2 separate regions of the Drosophila melanogaster genome follow, and region 2 is linked to region 1. A link is a contact called in public Hi-C data. All regions are on one chromosome and are shown on one strand. The core of a region is the stretch at or near the end of the contact, and the rest is flanking DNA. Distances in the headings are between cores, read along the strand shown. Region 1 holds the start of Pp2C1 (Protein phosphatase 2C). Region 2 holds the start of kdn (knockdown).

What was found. A called contact is a pair of places that touch in the nucleus more often than the background predicts.
Region 2: a Hi-C map of the Kc167 cell line shows a contact between it and region 1, with 6 times the contacts expected there. The contact joins the promoter of kdn here to the promoter of Pp2C1 in region 1. A contact is called at or near these places in 4 of 107 Hi-C or Micro-C datasets (the Kc167 cell line, embryo, eye imaginal disc and 1 more).

Annotation. Positions count from the first base shown.
Region 1 is chrX:4,682,265-4,690,106 of dm6, forward strand. Pp2C1 (Protein phosphatase 2C) reads right to left here and starts at 4,639. Exons shown (of 3, transcript NM_001297938.1): 1 at 2,848-4,639; 2 at 1,223-1,670; 3 at 1-1,158. The coding sequence starts at 3,892. ctp (cut up) reads left to right here and starts at 5,939. Exons shown (of 3, transcript NM_167015.3): 1 at 5,939-6,408.
Region 2 is chrX:6,345,612-6,353,453 of dm6, forward strand. kdn (knockdown) reads left to right here and starts at 5,018. Exons shown (of 3, transcript NM_167072.2): 1 at 5,018-5,343. The coding sequence starts at 5,125. It overlaps ND-B16.6 (NADH dehydrogenase (ubiquinone) B16.6 subunit), which reads right to left and starts at 4,790. Exons shown (of 3, transcript NM_001316630.1): 1 at 4,682-4,790; 2 at 4,511-4,627; 3 at 3,405-4,443. The coding sequence starts at 4,616. The coding sequence ends at 4,085. It overlaps CG3847, which reads left to right and starts at 1,492. Exons shown (of 1, transcript NM_132089.4): 1 at 1,492-3,625. The coding sequence starts at 1,894. The coding sequence ends at 3,036.

The DNA.
Region 1 (7,842 bases), core at 3,389-5,888:
TGCTCCAGGGCTACCTGCTCCTCCTCGGCACGCTCCTGCTGCAGTAGAGCATCCAGCTCGAGCAGCTCAGCCGGCTGCTGTGGCCACGATTCGGTCAGCCGCTCCCTTTCACGTCTGGTCTCTAGTTGCGTTAGCGAATAGCCCTCTTGCTGCTGATAGTGCTGCTGCTCCTGGATGATCTCCAACATGCTGCGGTCCAGCACAACGGATGCGGAATGGGCAGTGGTTTGTTGTGCTTCTACTGCTGCTGCTTCTGCGGCGGCGGCTGCTGCTGCTGCTGAACGTGAGCGTGCCTCCTGCTCCTCCTGCTCGTTTAACAGGGAGTTGTACGACTCGGCGAAACTGTAGCTACTCTCCAGATGCTGCTCCAACTCACTCAGCTCACGATTTTCAGCCGTCTCCGCAGGATCTATTGAGGACTGGGCTATGCTGCCGCCATAATTGGTGCCCTTGTCAATGCTGGTGTGGGAGTACATGTCCAGTGTTAAGACATCTATTCGATCTGGTTCGGGATCGGGTTCCGGTTCCGGTTCGGTGACGCCACTCCAGGAATTGTTGATGGTTGACTTGCGCCACGTTTTTCTGGGGTTGAACAAACTTTGCTGTAGAATTCCCACCGATTTGGTTTCCTCCTCTTCCTCCTCCTCCTCCTCGTCTTCTTCCACTGTTTCCTCATCTTCATCCAACTCGTCCTCGTCCACATCGAAGTAGTCGAAGTTGCGGAAGGCTTCCGGAGGCGAATGTCGCTTGGCCAATGCACTGTACGGCTGGTCCAGCACATACTCATGCTCCTCGATGAGAAAGTCAGGGTAGTTGTTCTCCACATCCAGTGTCGGCAGCTCCTCGTCGTCCTCCTCCAGCAGTAGCTCCACCTCCAGATCATTGTCGCGTGCCATCGCGGATGGGGAACGTGTTGGCGTTGTGGGCGAATTATTGCGGGCCGCTGGTGTTAGTATCACAGTCACAACGGACGTGTTGTCCGCACGCATCTTCTTGGCGGCCCAGGTTTTGAGGGCCTGATCCACCAGCGCCTTGCTGGGATTCATAACGTCCTGCTCGTTGAGTATCTCGCCGATTAGATGCTCCTTGCGCACACTGTCCACCGCCTCCTGGGCGGTCACCACATTCCACAGGCCATCGGTGCCGAAAATTAAGCATCTGCAGGCAAATTATTCAATATTAAGATGTCCAGCAGTTTAGCTAATTAATCAGGATCACTTACCTAAAGGTACTGGGATTTATTTTAACCACTTTGACATCCGGATCGGGACTCACAACGAATTCCTTGAAGCGGGAATTGTAGCTCCAGAGATCGCCCAGGGAACGAGCCACCGCCAAAAAGGGTATTTCATCTACCAGAGTTCTGCGGCGAATGGGACCGCGATGCATTGGGTCCCTGGGTCGGTTCCATACCACTCGCGGAACTCCCGATTTGATGGCAACATTGCCGCCGGAACGCTGGATTCTCGTCTTCTCTGCCAGTGACTCCGGCTTGTGGTCCGTGGTCAGTGGACGAGCACGCCAGTTGCGTTCGCCCTTGTTCTGGTAACCCAAAACGATCCCAGAATCACCCACATGACCAATGTAGATCTTCTCGCGACGCATAAAGGCCACTGTGGCGGTGGTGCCGGCGGTGCTCAGATGCCCATTGGCAGTGCGTGGCCATTTCTCTGCGGGGTTGGGAAAGGATAATACCAGATTTTAGAATTTTCCATAATTCCAACTTAACTTATACGTTATCAAAGAAGAATTAAGCCTTAACAAAAAAAAAAAAAAATGGTTGTGTAAGTCATAAAATTTCCTTCATTTTAACAGAAAACCTAAATAACTTAATGAAATTATAAAAAATGAATAGGGTAAGGACAAAAAGAAAACAATACCAAATCGCTTTAAAATTCTGGATTTTCCCAAACAACTAAATACAATTTCTACTTATATTTATATATTTAATGAGGCAATGAGTAATAGCATTTAAACAGCCACTTTACATGATGCAAGCAGTTGAAAAAATCATTTTCTAAGGCCCCTGGATTTTTGGCGCTTAACTGAATATATTGGTATATCGAAACGACGGATATTGATATTTCCCACACAGATACACACCTACAAACGTGTATCTGCGTTTCTGGCATCCCTTGAATTTCTGTGTACATTGTTTTTGTTATGCGAATAGGAAAATGGGCACACATTTATTTTCTTTTCTCTTTGGCCACCTCTCGCTCTCTCACTCGTTGCATCTCTTTCGTTCTCGCATTTCGAAACGCCTTGGTGGGCCGCGCCGCCATACGGACGTCCCGCTCTAACTCACAGCGGGGTTGCCATGCTTGGCGAGAGTACAGCCATATGGCAAGTCCGTGGAATATTCCACTCGCGATAACTAAGTGTGTGTGTGCATTTGTATCTGTATCTGCTGCTGTACTTGTATCTTTTTAGTGTGGGCTGACAATAGAGATGAGCAATTGAGCGATGGTTGAGTCATCGCCACACACGGTTGCATAATTACCTAGAGATGGGAGACCCAAGGGAGCAGCTCGAAACTTGAGGCAACTTTTTTTTGTGTGGGTGGGGGGGTGGTGCGAAACGGCAACCCTGACAACGGGGACTTACGCGGTTTGAATGCCGCCAACTGGCAGTTAATTCAGTTTTCGCGCATCTCTAACGGTCGCTTGGCATTGGCAACAATTTTGATATGAAATTGCATGAGAGAAGGCACAAAAACAAATACAAATACAAGTATATTATATTCTCTTTTTTTCGTATGATTTAAAATCTTTATGCCAACTAACTGCTTTCTTTGGGTTGTCTCAACTGTAAGATGGCTTAGTTTCCCAGCTATTTCTTGCTCACCTTGTTCCCGCCACATGGCGAAATGTGTGGCGATGTATCCCTCGCGTATTGCCCGCAGGACATCCTCATCCTGATCAGACCAGAACTGCTTCTGCTTGACGATCTCGAGCATAAGGTGCTCCTTGGCGAAGAGCGCGGCCTCGGGACCGCCGTGTCCGTCGTAGATGCCAAAAAATGCGTATTCCAGTTCGTGGGTGATCGGTGATTCCTGGTAGGCCACCGAGAACTGATCCTCCATGTATTTCCGGCCTCCCTGGCAGCATTGTCCAGTTACGCGCATATTGACGCCCAGGGAGGAGCACGGCGACGGATTGCCGGTGGATGCGCTACTTCCTGTAGCGGAGCTGGAACTGGAATTACTGTTGGAACTGCTGCTCGAATTGGAATTGCTGCTGCTGGCACAGCTCTCTGGAATCGATCGCGGTGGAACGATGGCCGCCGACCGGCGTAATCGACTCTGTGCCGCTCCGCCGCCCCTCGAGCGATTTATTGTTGTGGTTGTTGCTGAGTTTAAACGTTGTTTCTTTGGATTTAAAGGCTTGGCTGGTGATCCCCCCTCCATATCGACGACTATATCCTCGGCATATGCTTCCATCTCGGTGAACGCCAGGTCGGGAATGGGTATGCTGATCCTCTCTGGCCTTTGCTCCGGCTCTTCCTCTTCCTCCTGTGCGACTCCTACCGCTGCCGGTTCAACAACAACAACATCACTGCTGGCATCCAGTGCTGGATGGCATGCACTGTTATTGTTGTTATTGCCGCTGCTGCTGCCGCCGTGGCGAGTAACGGAGGCTGTGGCTGGAGCTGGTGCTGGAGTTGTGCCGCCGTCGTCCCCATAATAGTTAATAATATCAAATTCCACGGACGACTCATCTGAGTCCTGGAAAGTACCGCTATTCGCTGCCGTCTCTCGCAAACGGACTACCGTTTTTTCGATGGCCGTATTGATGAGGCATCTGTTGGTGGTATTGGTAGTGGCGTTGATTGTGTTGGCATTTGTGTTGGTATGGGTGCTGGTGCTACTCCTGTTATTGGCGGGCAACATCTTCCTGCTTCTCCCTCTGTTATTTTTTGTGGTTTTCCCCCGAGTTTTGTTTATGCTGCCTGCTGCTGCTTCTTCTTCTTCTGCCTTTTAGACTTCTCCGTCTCGCAGTGTTGTAATTTCCGTTGACATTTGGCACTCTCACACACACGTACAACGCAACACAACACAAAAAAACAATAAAAAATATATAAAGTACAAGAAGAAAAAGCGACTCAGGCCTTTCTCTCTCCCGCTCTCGCTCTCGCAGCCCTCGCTGTGACGGGCAGTGCAAGCGGGACGACTATCTATATGATGTATGTAATTTACGTTCGCCAACGAGCTTGCGTGTATGCGTGCTCCATCTAGCGTATTTAGTATTTTGTGTTTGCAACTGGCCGCCAAAAACCGATGAATTTCCTTTAATTTGCACCAAATCGAGGATTTATGAGTAGATTGTGATTTCTGCTTTTGCTTACAGCAATAACGTTAAAAGACATCGGTCTTTTATCCTCGATGAAAGACTTAATGACCAAGGCGCGCAGTTTTACCTTGATGATTTGTTGTTCGCCAGCATTTTTTGCCGTTCGATTCTGCTCTCGACTTGCGAACACTTTTCTTTTTTTTTTATTTTAATTTTTTTGGCTGTCAGCACGTCCACATCCACACACACAACAAAATTCACGGCAAATTGTTTAACAAAAATTATGTTGAAAAAAAAATCAAATAGAAAGCGTGTGACCGTTGTGAAAGTAGGTCGAAAACACCACGCTCCATAGGCGATGTATAATGCTGGCAGCACACCAATCGATAACAACGAGGACGGGGTTGCAATCGATGAATGTATTGAGTGCATTATTTTTAAGATTTTCGTAATTTATACACTTATTATAAGTTGTTATAAGTAAGTTTTCTCTGGCAATTAAAATTTGTTCTAACATTTAAAAGCAATAAGTTTAATAAACAATGTCTGGTCTCCATAATGAATTATGATAATCATAATTGAATTCACAATAAGCTGTTTAAAAAAAGGTAACGATTTTCTTATTGCACATCTCATTCAAATACATTCATATAGCTAAAGTCGTATGTTTATAGCGATATATATGAATACCACAAGTTACGGATAACTAACGAGATTATTAAGAATACAAATATTATTTTGGGTACTGTATATTTTCAAACGTTTATATCATTTTATAATGCATTTTTTGACAAACATATAATTATAAATGTTTTCATTTATAAAAAAAACTAATTGTATCATTATTATTTTACATATGCTTATTTTAAATTAGTTTATTACTTGACGCAATAAGTATGTCAATGAAAAAAAATTTGGAAACAAACTGGTTGTAATTTATAACATTAAAGATATGTTTCATTATCCGTCTCAGCTTTTATATTCTCGTCAGTTACATGTCGATTTCTTTTGAAACTATGTTGCATCATACAAAATTTAATCGAATGTACAATGTATGGCTTGGATTTCTTTAACATTATTATTGTAAATAGTTTTAATTACTTGCAATACAAAAAATATGTTTTTTTTATCGAAACACCGCTAGCCAGCAATAGTAATTCTTTTATATAAAATTAAAAAAAAAAAATGTATACATAGATGATAAAATAAATCGAGTGCGTGCGATAAAATAAATTGATATTTGCGATAAGCTAAATCGAATGCACCCGAAAAGTCAGCTGCTTGTATCGTTTAGAACTCCTATATCAGTGATGTCCGTCTTTAAATTGCATTCAATCGAATATTGAATACCGGTTATCGAGTGCAGGATTTCAGAGAACATATTTGACTTTCAACAGTTTTACGCGGATTTTAATTCCATACTCGACAAAATATTCCCCCGTTACTAGTCAATTATTAGCATCCCTACATCGGTAAGTGTTATCGAATCGATAATAAGCATCACTGGTGCCAGACGTCGCCCGCCAAGCGTGGCCTGCCAGACGCGGCCGTGTTCTGGCCAATCAGAGCCGCCTACGACTCGTATGTTGGAGCTCGTCGTCCGTCGTGTGATTAACCGAAGTCGAAAACCGAAATAGAAGCCGTCACTCAGTTAATCACCAGCAAGCAAAACGTTCAGTTGTGTTTCAGTTGTCGAGAAGTCAGGGTGTTTCTACCTTCCATTTACCGTTCCAGTGTAAAATTCAGGCGACACGCTTAGCGGTAAAAAACCCACACATCCACGCACAATAAAGTATATTGGGGCAAATGTTTTTTCAACCCGGTTCCTAGAGATCTTCTGAAAAAACAATTCCCTATCTACTGTTCTTTTTTTTCTCGTTCTCTGTTCTCAAAGTGAAGTAGCCGCGGCGTGCTAAATTTGTATTGCGTGCAAAATTGTTAAAAAAAAAAATAAACCGAAAGAGAAATAAGCAAACACATACACACGCATTCCGCATTTTTCCTGCCCACAACTTTTTTTTTTTAAGTTCAAATTTGGTATTGCATTAGAATTTATTTGGTGACAGCTGTTGAACTATGAGTGAAAAAATCGCGCGCAATCAGGAAAAATTAAAAGGTAAGTCATAGAAAATACCTAGCAAAAAACAAAAAGAAAACGCCGTGTGAATGTTCTTGAATGCAAAAGCAACGTTATGCATTTTAATAATGCGAAAAGTTCCCGTGGTGCAAAATGTGTGGGAGAACACAGAAAACATTTTTTTTGTCAGCTTCTGGCTCTTATTTGGAGCTACGCTGATATCAAGTTTTCGGGTTGACGTCATTTTAATTATGCATAGAAACGCAGGTAATAGTAGAAGATTTTGTGATTTTTTGTCAGCGGTTTCAGCAGAGTTTTCGCAACGTTTTTCGAGAACAATCGGGCTAATGATTGATCAGCTGTCGAAAGTTTCAGTTGTTCTTCCCTTAGGCTGTGTGAAAATTGCTAATTAGAGTACAGTAGAGGTTCGGCGAGGGAAGCCGAGTGTAGTCCTGCATTGAAAATTCGCGGGTTTCCAATTGCAAACGGGAAATTCAATTACCCAGCGTGTATGTGCAAGCGGCGCGTGTGTGTGGCTGCGTGAATGACTAGCAAAAAGCGTTGCATAGTATCAGGTGCAGGGCCCCGTCCAGTCTAGTATATATATATATATATAATAATATATGTATATAATATATCTATAAAAAATATACATAAATATATATAAAAAATGAATGACTAGCAAAAAGCGTTACATATTAGCAGGTGCAGGGCCCCGTCCCAGCCTTTTGCTAGGCATTTACGCATATACATATTTATATATATATATATTTAAAATATATATATATATTTATATATTTAATATATTTATATATTTAATATATTTAATATATTTATATATAAATGTCAGGCTGATAGCACAGAGAGAAAAAGAGAAAGAGAGAGAGAGAGAGACAGGACTGGACCGGGACCTGCAGCAGTTACTATGGAACGCTTTTTGCTAGTCATTCACGCAGCCACACACACACGAATTTTTATATGTGTGTTTGATTAACACTGAACAAAAAAATAATGCTGAAAACAAGCACTGTTTCATGTTCATAAATATACAACTTGTGTTCTCTTCCGCTTCCTGTCTTGCCTCTTTCCCCTCTCTCTTTCCCCTACACTTTTTAACTGTCAATGCAGTTTTCTAATTGACTTCATCAGAAAAGCGAGAAGAAGAAGAAGTGGAGGTAGCTGCAGCATCCATACAAATACACACATGCCGTCCCTCTCACTCCATTGCCTTTGGCCACCTGTCAACTCTCGGCTGTCTACCTCCCATCCCCACCCGCCTATCCGCAATCCCTATCCCTCCCTCTCTCGCTCTCACTGTGTGCGATTCCGCCCGCCAACAGTTTTGCCAGCTTTACCGTTATGATTTGTCTGCCCTGCACGTTACTGTCAAACGTCAGGAACACGAACGAACCTGCTAAATCGCAACAAATTCCAGACGCCGATAAAAAAATACGTTTCAAGACTGAACATAAA
Region 2 (7,842 bases), core at 3,768-6,267, 1.7 Mb after region 1:
ATATCCTTATCAGTGAATGCAATACATGTTCCTTTGACAAAAAAAACACGTCATATTTGTACGATTCAAAGGCACCTATTCTTGGTAGTAACTAACTAAAAATCCACCACATTCAACTTGAGATTCCCCATAACTCTTGATGTAAAATAAAAACACAATATGAAGTATAACCTTCTTTTTAAGCCGTAATTTATTCTGATGCAATTGGTGAGTGGCACCCGTTCATCTAAATGAAAACGTGATTGCCACGTTGGGCTCAATCGGTCACATTTTCCCATTTACATACATACATCTATCTACAAATGTACTTTTTACCCACTCCAGAGATCAGAAATTGATGATTGGATGGGCAGCGGAACCCCCATGTAGTAATAAATACAGAACTTTGAAATTTTGTACCCTCCACTGACGCAATTGACTTGGGATACTTTGATTGCAATCTTGGTGCTCAAGTGATGGTGCGTCATTAACCCTTTTCCACTTCATGTTACTATTTTTGTTTACTCAGATACTTTAGAACCTTCAATGCCGGTATCTTTGAACTAAATCTAGATGATTGTTCTATCTGATTTCACAATAATATTAAATATTAAATATTATAATCAGTTTTAGTATACAAATTCGAAAGGTATTCAAAAGTCTTGTATTCTTTTCGAAATAATGCAATGTAGGATAAATACAGTAGTTAGAGGGTTAACGAAGCAAAAACTTTCCATTCATGGGAATTCGTTGAATGATCTTCAATTGGCAATCGGCTAAGTCAGTTACGAGCTTTTCCGACAGCGCCGATCGCTCGTCAATCGGCGATAATTGGTTCAAGGTCGTTTTTGGAGGTGTGGGGGTAGGGGGGCGTAAAGAAGTGACACGTCCGCTAATAGAAATGCCATGAAAAACAAAAGAAACTCTAAGTGCAATTCCACATATAGCAGCACTAATTTTAGATTCGCTGAGGCGCTGGCAAATTTTTTAATGACCATTGAGCAGCCGAAAGCAGAAATTGCTTGGCGACGTGACAAATGCAGTGGCGAAAATAATCTCGCCCATTTCCCTGACATCTTCCTCACGACAGGGCACGTCTTGATGTCTTGAAATCGTTGAAAATACAGTGGGATATGGGGCTAAAGGGGGTTCACCCAGCAGTAGTTTCACTTAGATACATATCACAGGCATTAAATGATCGGTTTGATACACATCCATTATATTTTCTACATACGAATACATCCCAATAAAAATAAAAACGTACTTTGACAAGAAAGTACATCTAGAATTTAATTTTTTTGTATTTTTTTAAATTCAAAAATACGTTGAGATCAGCGTTCAAAATGCGCGCCAAGCGGCCGGCGCTGCCAGCTTGTCGGAAGCTACCGATAACAGCGCCGATTACAGTGCCGATAGGCGGCGGTCATCGGGAAATACCAAATGCGAGAAACGCACTAAAAAATCGCTGACGCGGCGGGCCAGACCGCATGCAGCTCCACTTCCAGTGTCCACCATCTTGGCCGAAGTTGCCACAAAAGTAGAATCGTGACGGACGGCAAATAATTGCAAAACGCATAGTGTTGACTATTGTGGAAAAAACCCAGAGCGAAAGGCCGCCAAAAAGAAGTTGGCAATAAAGCAGGCGGGGATTGAGTACCGAATCCAGCTGGGCCATAAGGTGCTCGAATTTGATTTCAATATTAATTCCAGCCGTGCGAAAGAGACAGCGCGTCAGCCGAGTGCGAGAGGGAGAAGCAAAAGCAAAGGCAAAGGCAGAGGCAAAGCAGGGTTGTCGCCGGGAAAAAATCATATTGTTAAAGTAGGAAAATCAAAGGCTACTGTGAAATCTTCAGATCTTCAGATTTTGCCAAAACAGGTCGTAAGTGATCAAAACTTATTCAAAGCCAACTCGATATGAATGCCAAGCGCGTGAAGTATTCCATGGTGAAGGAGGAGATCGTGCCCGTGCTTATCGAGCAAGATACCGAGGTTGATCCCGAGGAGGAGCCCGAGGAGGATGAGGAGCACGTTCAAGAAGATGACGGCCAGGAGACGCAATATACGTATGCCTATACCACCGGCGACGACGATGACACCGAAACTGCGGTGGTGACCCTCAGCGATCGTGACCACGAGGCGCTGGTCAATGCCGAGGAGGTGATTATCGATGAGAACGGTCACGCGGTGACCCTGCAGGAGCTGGTCGAGAACAGCACCGTCGAGGAGGAGACCATCGAACAGGGCGATGGTACACACACCATCCTTCATATTGTGCCCAATATTCATGGCGAGGAGGTCGAGGAGGATGAAGAGCTCGAGGATGGCGAGGAGGTAGAGCATGACGATGAGTTTGTCACCGTCGACCACGAGGGCGGCGAATTGGAGGTTGAAGATGACGAGGTGGGCTCTATTGTGTTCGAGAGTACCATCGACCATGCCGAACAAGATCCGTATGGTCGCAACAAGACCTTCTACTGTCCCAATTGCGGCAATTGCTACAGCGCCGCCGGCTCCCTGAAGCTTCATATGCGCGCCTGCCTGCGGCAGAGGAACGAGATCTCCACCGATGAACGCAAGTGCAAAGTGTGCAGCAAGGTCTTCAACTCGGTTGCCTACCTCAAGGAGCATATGATGCGGCACACGGGCGAGCAGCCCTTCCGCTGCACCCGCTGCTATCGCAAGTTCGTCGAGGAGAGCAAATTTACCGCCCACATGGAGTCGCACAAGCACCAGGACAAGCTCGAGGCCGAAGCGGTGGCCCTGGCCGCCCAGCACGGCGGCAAGAAGGTGGTCGTCAAGGAGTTCCAGTGCGCCTTCTGCTCGCAGAACTTCACCGTCGTCTTCGATGTTGGCCAGGTGAAGAGACGCTATGCCTGCGACGCCTGCCGCGATAAGTACTCTAATGCGGAGGCACTGCGGCAGCACAAGCAGCAGGTGGAGGAGAAGCGCGAGTTCAGCTGCGTACGTTGCGGCCGCAAGTTCGTTTTCGAGGGCTTCCTACAGCGCCATCTGCCCACCTGCGATGGCAGCATCAAGCGTCGAAGGGACATGAAGTAGAGGCGGCCACAACGTGATGAGCACTGGCGGCGTCGGCAGCAGCTGGAGCCGGAGCGTGATGAGCAGAAATCGCCGCCGCCAGTGCGTTACGTTGTTATCAAGCAGGAGTACGTAGATTAGGAGCAGTAGGATTAGCTGGAGCACGAGCTAGTTTCTAATGATTCGCCCATGCAAAACTCGGACACTAGCCGCCCGGGCCAGGAGAAAGGAGCAGCTGCTGTTTATCTACACGCAAACATAAGTCCACACCCATATTGTATTTTTTGGGAGCCACAACGGGGGCCACTGTCGTCAAGCGATTCCAAAGGAAAGGGTTTATCTTTTACCTAGTTGTACACAAATCCACACACACAGTTGTTTTTTTTTTTATATGATTTCAGGCCAACTCTGCGGTTTACAATTGAAGATAAAAGCATGTCGACGGATGTCGATCATGGCCCATGTATAGATATATATTACTTACTTATAATTACGACTACTTAATGTTAGAGCTCACGATCACCCGCTATTGTGTAATAACCCGAAACTCCAAATACTGACACACAAAACGAGCGTCAAATCGATGTTGAATTCAATAAAAAATAAAAATAAAATAAATCAAGAATGTTTTTCAATGGCTCAAGATTTCTTCATTGCTATTTTAATAATCCCTATTGAATCATAAGCATTTCGTAGTGTTTTATGTTGTGAATTTATTATTTTTACTAAGCAGCAGATTTTCAATTAGATTTTAATTTGGTGACACAGCCAACTGGGATTCCCCGCTGTTGGTGCCACCAAATCCATCTAATTTGGCCATTTTTGAGCACTGCCCGTGGGCTATATTGCAGCTGGACGGCAACGCCCCCGGTTTGGTAAAAATCTCTGGCTACCTCGGGTGGTCCAGCACAGGATTTGGATTAAACACACACAAAGAGAATCGGTATTTCAGCCAATCTGATCTGACATTATAATTGGTCGATACTTTCTTTTTTTGGCGCTTAGGCGGATGATCTACAAACAAAAAGGTGCGTGCTTAGGCATTAACTAATCCATTAACTAGGCCGATTTAGGACCAGAGCTTCAAGTGGGCACGCTTGGCGTACGACTTCCAGTCGGAGTGGGCGTAGAACTCCTTGAAAATGGGCGTGACCAGGGTATCCTCGGGCAGGGTCTTGAAAACGGGCTCACCATACCAGGTGCCCACCTCCCAGCCGGGCACGTTCTTCATCAGCTCGGCCTCCTCGTCCCGATTGCGTCGCAACTGGCGCAGGAATTCGCGATCCCGCTCGGCGACCAAAATGGGAAAGATGACATTCTGGGCGGAACGCATCTCGATCTCGTCGCGCTTCACCTTCTTGGCGGTCAAGTAGTAGATGCCCAGGCCAACGGCTGTCACAACCACATAGGTGCCGATGGTGGTGAAGCCTGCCGAGGGATTGATATAGTTACCAGCACATATATGGTTAGATCAATGGGATTTGGAGGAGCTCACCTGTGAAGTAGCTCTTCGGTGGCACGCGGGCAAAGGGTATCTTCTTGTAGCCGCCCGGCGGTGGAAGGTCCTGTTTCGGGGGACAATGCGGCACTGCCGTCGCCATGGTGACTCCTCCTGTGGTACAAAGTATATATCAGTCGGCTGTTTGGCCGGTAAACTGGGACTTACGCTCGAATAAAGGGAAAAAATCTGTTGAATTGTCAAAAAAATGACGTTTTTTGCATAACACCAAGGCAGTGTGGCCTGACTTGGGGCAGGGTAAAATACCAAGTAGTGACGAAAATATACCAAAAAGTGGCGAATACTGCAAACGAAGTTGAAAAATATTTTCTAACGTGAAAAGTTGAGTCAATTTATTTGATTTATATTATATTATTATCGAAAGACAATCACAACAACAAGTCACAGTAGAACGTGCAAACGTTTATACGGTATTACAGTATATACAGTATTCCGAACTGTTTGATACCATCCCTATATTTATCGCAATCGCTTTCCTGTCAAAATAAATTTTTGTATCCTACATCACTAGCTTTCACATTCCCAAAAACAAGAGAAAAAGCGAACTAGAAACTTCGAAATATCGTATATATTTACAGCTAAAAGTAGTAATGTTCGTACGCCGTTTCGGAAATGGCTCTTTGGGCCATCATTTTGCCTTTCAACGACGTTATTTGGCTAAAAATTCTATGTGGGACTCGAAGTCCATTGGGACTCCAAGTTCATTCCGAATGCGTTCCAAAAAGGATAACGTGACTGGCAATCTCAAGGAGCAGCAACAATCGGCGACTCCGGAAACCTTGAACATGCCTGATATGCAGGATGCCCAAGTGAGTTTTCTTTTAATATAAATCTCCCTTCATCTGATTTTTCCATAACAGCGAGAAAGGTGACCAAGACCATATGACCATAAACAAATTTTATTTAATATTTGCCAAGATCTGTTTTTCCAAATTTCGTTCAAAAATGAATCAGTTTTTTGGCCACAACTTTAAAAATATTTGTCCAAATATGGAGTTCCATATCTCGTTGAGCTCGTATTTAAATTCCCTATCAAACTGTATCCACAAATGGAAATTCTATTTTTTGACCATTTTTCGCAAATTTTGATGATGTTACCCCTTACAAAAAATGCGAAAAATTACCAAAAAATTAGTTTTTCCAAATCGGTCAAAAAGTGATTGGGATGGTTAGCCTTCGCAATTAGCTGCTCAAAACAGTTATTCTTTTCGCTTTGTGATCACTTTTAGTCAAGTTATGATTAAAATGCCCATCTATAATTTTGTAATTTTTGCAAAAATAATTTTTTTCGATTTTCCGTCATAAAAGAATCAGTTTTTTTTTGCCATAACTTTAAAAATAATTGTCTGAATACGGAATGCAATACCTCGTCGAGCTCGTATTTAAATTCCCTGTCGAACTGTATCAAAAAATAGGAATTCTATTTTTTGGCCAATTTTTGCAAATTTTGATGATGTTACCCCTTACAAAAAAAAAATTGACCCAAAAATTAATTTCCCTAAATCCTTCAAAAAGTGGTAGGAATCCTAGCACTGCGAATTCGCTACTAAAAGTAAAAAAACTACTAAAACTAAGTAATTAAAACTACTAAATTGTAAACTGTACGACAAGTTTTAACAAAGTTATGATGATAAACGTCTTCGTGAATATCGAACTTTTTATTGATCTGTGGCCTTTTTCGGCAAAGCTTTATTATAAAACTTCAGTTGAAATATGATTATTTTTTACAAAAGTCGGTGTTTGATTTTCCCGCAATAAAAAGATATTTCCCTCACACGACAGTATTTATACTCTATAGCAAACAGACAATGTCAGGGAGCGGTTTAAAATGCATGGAAATGGGGGGTGTCGACTGGGATAGCTAATAGACTTTTTTAAAATTGGAATTGAAAACTAGTCTGCACTCGAGCAAATGTCAATTTATATGGATCTTAGTAGAGCAAAAATGCATCCAAAGCATATAACATCTATTTCAATTAAATAAGTTGCGTGGGCGTTTTTTTTCAAGTACCAGAGCAGGCAGCCCACCTTAAGTGTGACCTTTCTGGGGGAGAGCGGAAAACGCCGTTGCGTGGGAATTAGCGGGTGTTCTTTGCGCTCGTGCCGCCCCTTCCCGCAGAAAATGCGATTGGCGCCATTCAGTTGCCGCGCAGCTGCTAGACGAGAGACCCACGAAAAGAACACTTCACTTCCAGAAAAAGGAAAGCAAATTTTTTTCTGTGTGTGTGTTTTTTTCTAGCCAAGGCGAAAGTGTTTTTCTTCTACTCGCAGCCGTACGTAATCGCATTGCCATGTCGCTCTATCGCATTTCCGCACGGAAATTGTCCGAGGCACAGGTGAGTTCTTCATTTTAACTTTTCGAATTACCCCTTTGCTTTTCGACCAGTGTATCGAATTCCCATGCTTTCCTGGGATCTCTATCCACCTCCTTCCAGTTAGCTAACCGTAAAGTGTGTCGCTTCTGTTGTTAAAACCTTCGTCCTCTCCCCTCCCTTTCGCTCTTCCTCAACCCATCCCTCATCTGATCCTACTCCTCTTTTCCCATCCTCTTCTTCTTCTTCAACACACGTCACGCTGGAATTGAAAAAAAAAGAATTTCCAGACATGTGCTTGCGATTAAGAACTTTATTCTCTTCATTGTTGTTGGCGAATGATAAGTGCTAACGTGTATGCATGTACGTACGTATGTGTGTGCCTGTGTGTATGTGTGTCTTCTAATACATTACATAATCGCCAAATGAAATTCGCCCATTTCTTTTTTTTTTTGGCAACATCGGAATGCCTATAAATAAAAATCTCTATATTCTTTGTGGGTTTAACGAACTTTGTCTCTTTTTGGGCCGCCCGCTTTAAATTTTTTTTTGGTAAATTTCCACAAGTCCGGCTTGATTTTTTTTGGGTCTTATTCTTGTAAATTTACAACAACAAAAACAAATGCCACGGCGCAGAGCGAAGTGAAGAAAAAGAGCGTAAGGCAGAGAGAGTTGGTCGAGCAAGAGAGAGCAGAGAAAAAAACAGAGAATACCATTTTCCCCTTTCATTCGTTCCCGTTTCGTTTCTCATGCGTGTCACTATGCTTATGCTGTGCTTTTGTTGTTGCCAAAAGCGATAGAAGGAAGACACACCATCTCTCTTTTGCAAAAGAGAAGTGTCCGCCGAATGACCTTAAAGCAAAAGGAGGAGCAGCAGCACGCCCACTTACCACCCACCGGCAATGCACATTTGCATGTGAGCGGATTGCATAATGCCAAGAACGAGAAAAATGACAAAAAGAATAGTACTTGCGATTTTGTAATGAGAAAAATCAA